Regions from separate parts of the Hordeum vulgare genome. Here region 2 is linked to region 1. The links are chromatin contacts, called in public Hi-C maps. All regions are on one chromosome and are shown on one strand. The core of a region is the stretch at or near the end of the contact, and the rest is flanking DNA. Distances in the headings are between cores, read along the strand shown.

Evidence for each region. Hi-C and Micro-C count contacts between places; a contact is called where the count stands out from the background.
Region 2: a Hi-C map of seedling shows a contact between it and region 1, with 5 times the contacts expected there. The contact joins two enhancer-like sites. A contact is called at or near these places in 2 of 6 Hi-C or Micro-C datasets (leaf and seedling).

The regions. Positions count from the first base shown.
Region 1 is chr7H:234,993,823-234,997,342 of MorexV3_pseudomolecules_assembly, reverse strand. No RefSeq gene overlaps it. Among protein-coding and RNA genes, the nearest start is that of LOC123408494, 160 kb to the left of the region's middle. Within about 2 kb of position 2,137, at least 2 of the 3 cell types and tissues checked have open chromatin away from gene starts, as enhancers often do. A contact at or near this core is called in seedling, where this site is marked.
Region 2 is chr7H:235,278,619-235,282,037 of MorexV3_pseudomolecules_assembly, reverse strand. No RefSeq gene overlaps it. Among protein-coding and RNA genes, the nearest start is that of LOC123408494, 120 kb to the right of the region's middle. Within about 2 kb of position 1,792, at least 2 of the 3 cell types and tissues checked have open chromatin away from gene starts, as enhancers often do. A contact at or near this core is called in seedling, where this site is marked.

The sequences.
Region 1 (3,520 bases), core at 888-3,387:
CGGTAATATTGTTGAAACTATTTTGGTTGCCGCTACCGCTTGACCCGATGGCGCTCCTGCAAGCATACATGTAGGACTATCAAGTTACTACTAGTCGGCGACATAGCTGTAAGCTAGCGCCCGAAATGACACTCTACTACAAGTCGGGACTATTACTACAAAAGTTGAATGCATACTATTGCAAGCCATGCTCATGTGCAAGCTAGTGTCAAAGACAGTATGCTGATGCAAGCTGATATGTGAGTACGCAAGCTGATATGTGAGTACTACAAACTCAGACGCGCGCCGCTGCAAGATGGACGACTAGGAGCCCACATGATTGCCTTGCCATACAAGCCGAAGGTTACCATAACATTGTCCATGCTACAGTAGTTGCGATGGGTGAACACAACATCATCCATGTTACCATGATGGCAGTCTAACTCAACGGCTACGTGGAACCGATTAGATGATCGACGCCCCGACTAATCAATTTTGCTGACCAACGTAAGACACACACGCCATGAGGCCGGATGAGATCGTCAAGAATATGAGACGGACACATCCAACACTTGAGCAAGGCAAAAATGTGTTACACAACTACGTAAACAACTAGAGTTTCCAATGAAAAATCAGCTATAGCTTGGACTAGTGGAGCTGTTGAATACATCAAATGGTACAATTAGTCCGTGACGGCCCGATACACACGTGACGTGTGGAAGAGGTGTGCCACGACCGTGAAATCTAAGCGCTCCGATTTGGTGGATCATACGATGGATAAGCCGACTTATTTTTGCAAGTTTTTAATTGATTGATCCGTAGCGCACGCGTATGCAAGGTTGTCTCCTCGAAGATTTTTTTAGGGGAACCTAGGAGATAACAAGAGCTACTAGCCAATGAATCCACGTCCTCTTCATGATAAATAGTAGGTGTGCCACGTGCTTTTGGTCAATTGACCGTTTTTTTTCTTTGTGCCACATATTTCCCTCTTTTATGTTTTTTCAAGTTTGTTCCTCTATTTTTAATTGTTTTCTCCGTTCTTCCTTTTTTCATTGTTTTTCTTTAGTTTTCTTTATTTCTTTTCCTCTTTTCACTTTATTTTATTTGTTTTTGTTTTCTTGGGATTTTCGTATCTTTGAAGATTAAAATTCTTCGAATAATTGAGCAACATTTTTCCTATGCACACTTTAAATTTCTTTCATATACTTCATTAATAGTTTTCAAATAAAAAGATTAATATATTTTAGTGCATGTCAACATTCTTATACACATTTAATATTTTTCAAATGCTTTATTAAAATTACTCAAACACTTCTTACCCATTTTTTAAATGCTTGATCAACATTTTTATATGCATCATAAAACAATTATCTTGTTTTAATATATTGTATAGTTTTAAATACACATTGACATTTTTTAAGTTCTTGATTAATATTTTTCAAATGCTTGATTAACAAAATTCAAACATTAGTCCAACAATTTTCCAAATGCTTGATTTATATTTTTGTATACATGACCAAGAATTTTCATCGTTTTTGAATGTATAACCAAAAAAATCTACACGCATTTCGAATGTTTGATCAACATTTTTCAAATACTTGTTCAATATTTTTTCAAATGTTTAAAAAATTTATATACATTATAAAAAATCATCATTTTTAATGCATGGTGAAAAAATCAAATACTTGATTAACACTTTTGAAATACATGAATTTGTTTTTATTAACGTTGTTTATACTTTTATGTATATGTGATACACATTTTGTCTTTATGTATTTAATATTTATAAAATGTTTGCTCAACATGCTTCAAAGGGTTTTAAAAAAGTTATTTGTAATATATATTTAGAATATAAGTATAGACAGAAGCGATAAAAGAAACAGGAAAAGAAGGTTGCGCCCTCCTGCGCTCCTGGTCTTGCCCATCTCGGTGTCCCCTTTAACAAGTGTTCCTACCCTCTTGTTGAAGGCGAGTTATAGGGGTCCACTACAGAGACTGCTACGAGCCAAGAGAACCTAGGTGCGCAGAAATGGACCGGAATGCTATTGCCGCCGTAGTCTAACCGTATAATGAATGAATACGGACGACATGTAGCCTTGATACGGGGAATATCTTATTCGCCGCTCTGTGCGAAGTGGTGTCGGGGCTTCATATAGATTGTGAAGGAGTGCGATTTTAAATGAGCTGGCCCATTTAGCGGGTTTCAATGACCCGGTTTTGGGAACCTTCGTTCCTAGCCGTTTTTTTTCTTGTTGTGAAACTTTTAGAACGTTTCTTGAACCGTTATTTTTTTTCTTTTTGCTTTTCTGTTTCTTTTTTTCTTTTCTGTTTCTGGTTCAAAAAATGTTATAGTTTTCAAAAAATGTTTTGGATTTTTAAAAATTGTTCTCAATTTTAATAAAATACTCTATATTTTCAAAAAATTGTTATCAGTTTCGAAGTTTATTCTAAACATTCAAATTTGTTTTCGTTTTCAAAATTTCTTTTGAAGGTTCAGAAAATGTTCGTACTTTAAAGAATTGTTCGTGGTTCCAAATTTGTTCGGGGTTTTTCGAAATTGTTCTTTGTTTCAAAATTATGTTCGCTAGATTGAAAAAATCTTCGTGCTTTAAAAAATTTCTCGCGCTTCCAAACTTGTTCAGGACTTTCAAAATTGTTATCGGTTTCAAAATTTGTTCTCAAGATTCAAAAAATATTTGTGCTTTAAAAATGTGTTCGCTCTATAAAATTTGTTCAGTGTTTTTCAAAATTGTTATCCGTTTCAAAATTTAGTTCTCAAGACCAAAAAATGTTCTCTTTTAAAAAAAATTTCACGCTTCCAAATTTGTTCGGGGTTTTTCATAATTGTTCTCCGTTTCAAAATTTTGCTCTTAAGATTCAAAAAATGTTTGTACTTTAAAAAATTGTTTGCGCTTCCTAATTTGTTCATAATTTTTCAAAATTGTTCTCAGTTTTAAAATTTGTTCTCAATATTCTATTAGCGTTTTTAAAATTTGTTCACGCTTTCAATTTTGTTCGGGGTTTTTTTAAAAAAATCTCCATTTCAAAATTTTGTTCTCAAGATTCAAAAATGTTTTTGCTTTAAAAAGTTGTCCGTGCTTCCAAATTTGTTCAGGACTTTTCAAAATTGTTCTCGGTTTCAAAATTTCTTCTCAAGATTCAAAAAATGTTCCGCTTTAAAAATTTGTTCAGTCTTTCAAATTTGTTCGCCGGTTTTCAAAATTGTTCTCCATTTTAGAATTTAGTTCTAAAGATTAAAAAAAAGTTCGTGCTTTAAAAAATTGTCTGCGCTTCTGAATTTGTTCTCGATTTTTAAAATTTGTTCTGGGTTTGAAAATTTGTTTTCAAGATTTCAAAAAATGTTCGTGCTTTAAAAAATTGTTTGCGCTTTCAAATTTGTTTTCCGTTTAAAAAAATATTATTGTTTTAAAAATGGTGGGAAATTCAACATTTGTTCGTTTTCATATTTTTTTAAAAAAACTATACAAGCACTTTCCCAACAAACAATGAAATTTGTGTGTTACTGCTTGCGGGTAGGTAG
Region 2 (3,419 bases), core at 543-3,042, 290 kb before region 1:
TCAAATCTGCGAACAAATTTTGAAACTAACTTTTTTTTGAATTGTGAACAAATTTTGAAGCAGGAAAAATTTCAAATTCAAGGACAAAACTATAAGTCGTGAATATTTTCTGAATTTGACTAACATATTTTTGAAAATCTAGAATATTTTTTGAAAATCCAGAACATTTTCTGAAATAGAAATAGAAAAAAAAGAAACAAAAAATAATAAATAAAAAATAAAAACAAACCAATTTACGAAACCTTTTAGAAGTTTCCTAAAACCATAAAAAATCGGCTCGACCTCTAGAAGGTTTTGAAAACCAAGGGGCTGGAATGTGAAACGGGCAGGCTCACTCCCGACGGAGCGCTCGGAATGCATGTACAAAGCACCGACAAGGCTTCACAACAAGTGGCAAATAGAGAATTCCATAATTGCCCTTTTTGCTCGGACCATAGGGGTCCTAGTACGAGTCACGGAGTTTTTTGTTAATGGTCCGGACCATGGCAGAAGGGGGTAGGCGCGGGTTGGCGAGTTTTCCTATAATAGGCTTTTAAGGCGCCGTATAGGAAACGTCGTGCGCCAGTCTGCGATAAGCAGGCCGAGCGATGTGAGGCATGTTGCTCACTGTCGGAGCTATATATAGCTTAATGCGACATATCCATCCGTCTCGCCTGATGCTTTTTTCATGTCGAGCGTTACTGGCCGCCCATTAGGGCATCTCCAACAGTTTGTTGGTTAGCTTGTTGGTAAAATATGTCATGTCATCAGCCAACACCTTAACATACAACTACTTCAATGGGTTGTATCTAGTTTGTCCAATAAGATGTGAGGTAATAAATAAGGTGCTCTCTCATTCTATATTGGAGCTTGTGCAAGGGTGTTGGTTAATTTACATACAACCTTGTTCTCTTTCCTCATTTATTGCAATGACACATCATCAAAAATCCTATGTGTCAAAATTACCAACAACTATCTTACAACCATTGGAGATGCACTTATGGCTTATTGTCAGACAACAACAGTACTTTACACGACATCGTTTTTTTTGTTGTGTTTCTTCTCTTAGCATTTATCGGGTTTTCATATGGGTTTTTGGTTTTCTGTGTTTCTACTGCTTTGCTTATATTTGTTTTGTTTTCTGACATTTTGTTCATTGGTTTTTTCCTTTGGTTTTCTGGTTTCTCTTCCGCTTCACATAGTTTTATTTGTTTTGTTTCTTTTTCTACATTTCTTCCTTTCAACACATTTCTACTTTTTCAATACAATTGTACATTTTTATTAAATACACATAGCGGTTTTTTATACGTGATGTACATTTATCAATACATATTTCTTAAGCACTTTCTTTGAATACGTGTTCAACCTTTTTCAAAGCACATGGATGTTTGTTTATTGGCCTGATACATTTTTAGAACTAAGCAAAAAAAATTGTACCAAAATGTTTCTTAATGAACTAAAAAATATATTTTCATGAAGTACGAAAGTTTTTATATTGTATACAAATTTATTCAAAATATCATAAATCTTTTTTTGGTAATGCCTAAAATTTTAAAGTGTTATGTACATTTTTGACGCTATAATTTTTTTAATATAATTTATAAACATTTTTATTAAGTATTACCATCATGGCTTTTAAAACACAAGAACATATATTAAATTTATGATTTTTTAATGCTACTAACATTTTTATTGTATTGCACACTATTGCTTTGCCATTTTACAAAAGAGAATACGAAGTTCTAAATGGGGCGGCCCATGGCGGAGAGGGGTGTGCGTGGATTGGTGAGTTTGCCTATATCAGGCATTTAAGGCGTCCTATAGGAAACATCGTGTTCCAATCTGCGAAAAGCAACACGACCGATGCGAGGGACATTGCTCACCATCGAAGCTTAATGTGACGCGTCCATTTGTCGAGCATTCCGGGTTACTGTAGGACAATTGGAATGCTTTACAAGACAATTTTTTTTCTGTGTGTTTCTTCTCTTAGTTTTTATCGGGTTTTCATATGGATTTTTGATTTTCAGTGTTCCTAGATGTTTGCTTATATATTCTTGTTTTATTTTTCACTTTTGACATTTTGTTTTTTCCGTCGGTTTTCTAGTTTCTTTTTCTCTTCCGATTGTTTTATTTGTTTTCTTTGGTTTTTTCTTTTTCGTTTTTATATTTCTTCCTTTCAACACATTTTTACTTTGTCAATACATATTGTACATTTTTATTATACACGCATAGCATTCTAATACATGATATACATTTCTCGAATACATGTTTCATAAATGTTTTCTTTAAATATGTGTTAAACCATTTATTAAACATATAGATGTTTGTTAAGGGACTGATAGATTTTTTGAAATTAAGCAAACATTTTTCTACATTGCAAAATGTTTCTATATGAACTAGAGAAATATTTTCATAAAGAATGCACATTTTTTTTCAAATGCCACATATTTATTTTTTGAATTCTATGAAACATGTTTAAGAATTATGCAAACATTTTTACATTCAATACAAATTTATTTACAATATCACAAGTATGTTTTTGTAATGCTTGAATTTTTTAGATGTGATGTACATTTTTTTAACACTATCAACTTTTTTATTGTAAACATTTTTGTTAAATGTTGCCATCATGAGTATTAAGACGAGTGAACGTTTTTCAAATTTCATGATTATTTTAACGCTACCAAACATTTTTATTGTATTGCAAAGTTTTTCTTTGCGACTTTAAATATTTTAGAAAAAGGCCTCAATTTTTTTTGTATACGTGAAGATTTTTTAGATGTCACATGTTTGTTTAGTGCAATCAATAGTTCTGAAGTTGCATGAGCGTTTTTTAAGACTCCATAATTTTCATAATTTAACACACGAATAACTATTTCTAAATCTAAGTAAGATGATCATGCATTTGGAAAATAGACGTAAATGTAACAAAAAGAAAAGAAAAAGCGCACTAGAGAGACCATTGCCGCTAATTGGAGGTTACCCTTTGGTGGAGTCCTCTAGGAGTCACTTTTGGTGCTCTCGAGCCATGCCAAGTGGTACTTCTATACGCCGCCATGTGTTGCATGCTGAGCCCCATTAGATTTTATTCATTTCATCTTTTAGGCGTTTTGGGGTTTTCAGCGTATTCTTTTGAAGTTTTTTGGCTTTTCATTTTTTTGCGGGTTTCCCTAAGTTTGGAGAATTCCCTTTTCACCAAACTTTTTGTTGTGTGGAAAAAAGGTTCTTCCAAGAGAAGCACATATTTGCTTATCATGAAGACATAGATTTTCTTTTGTGATGTACTTCTCGGAAAGAGAAAAAACATTTGCACCACGAGAAGCACATATTTGCTTTCCACGAGAAGGAGAGCTATGTTTCTCGGAAGAAGAAAAAAGATCAATGCTTCCACCAGAAACACATATTTGTTTTTCATAGAGGCATAATTTATTTTGGAGAAG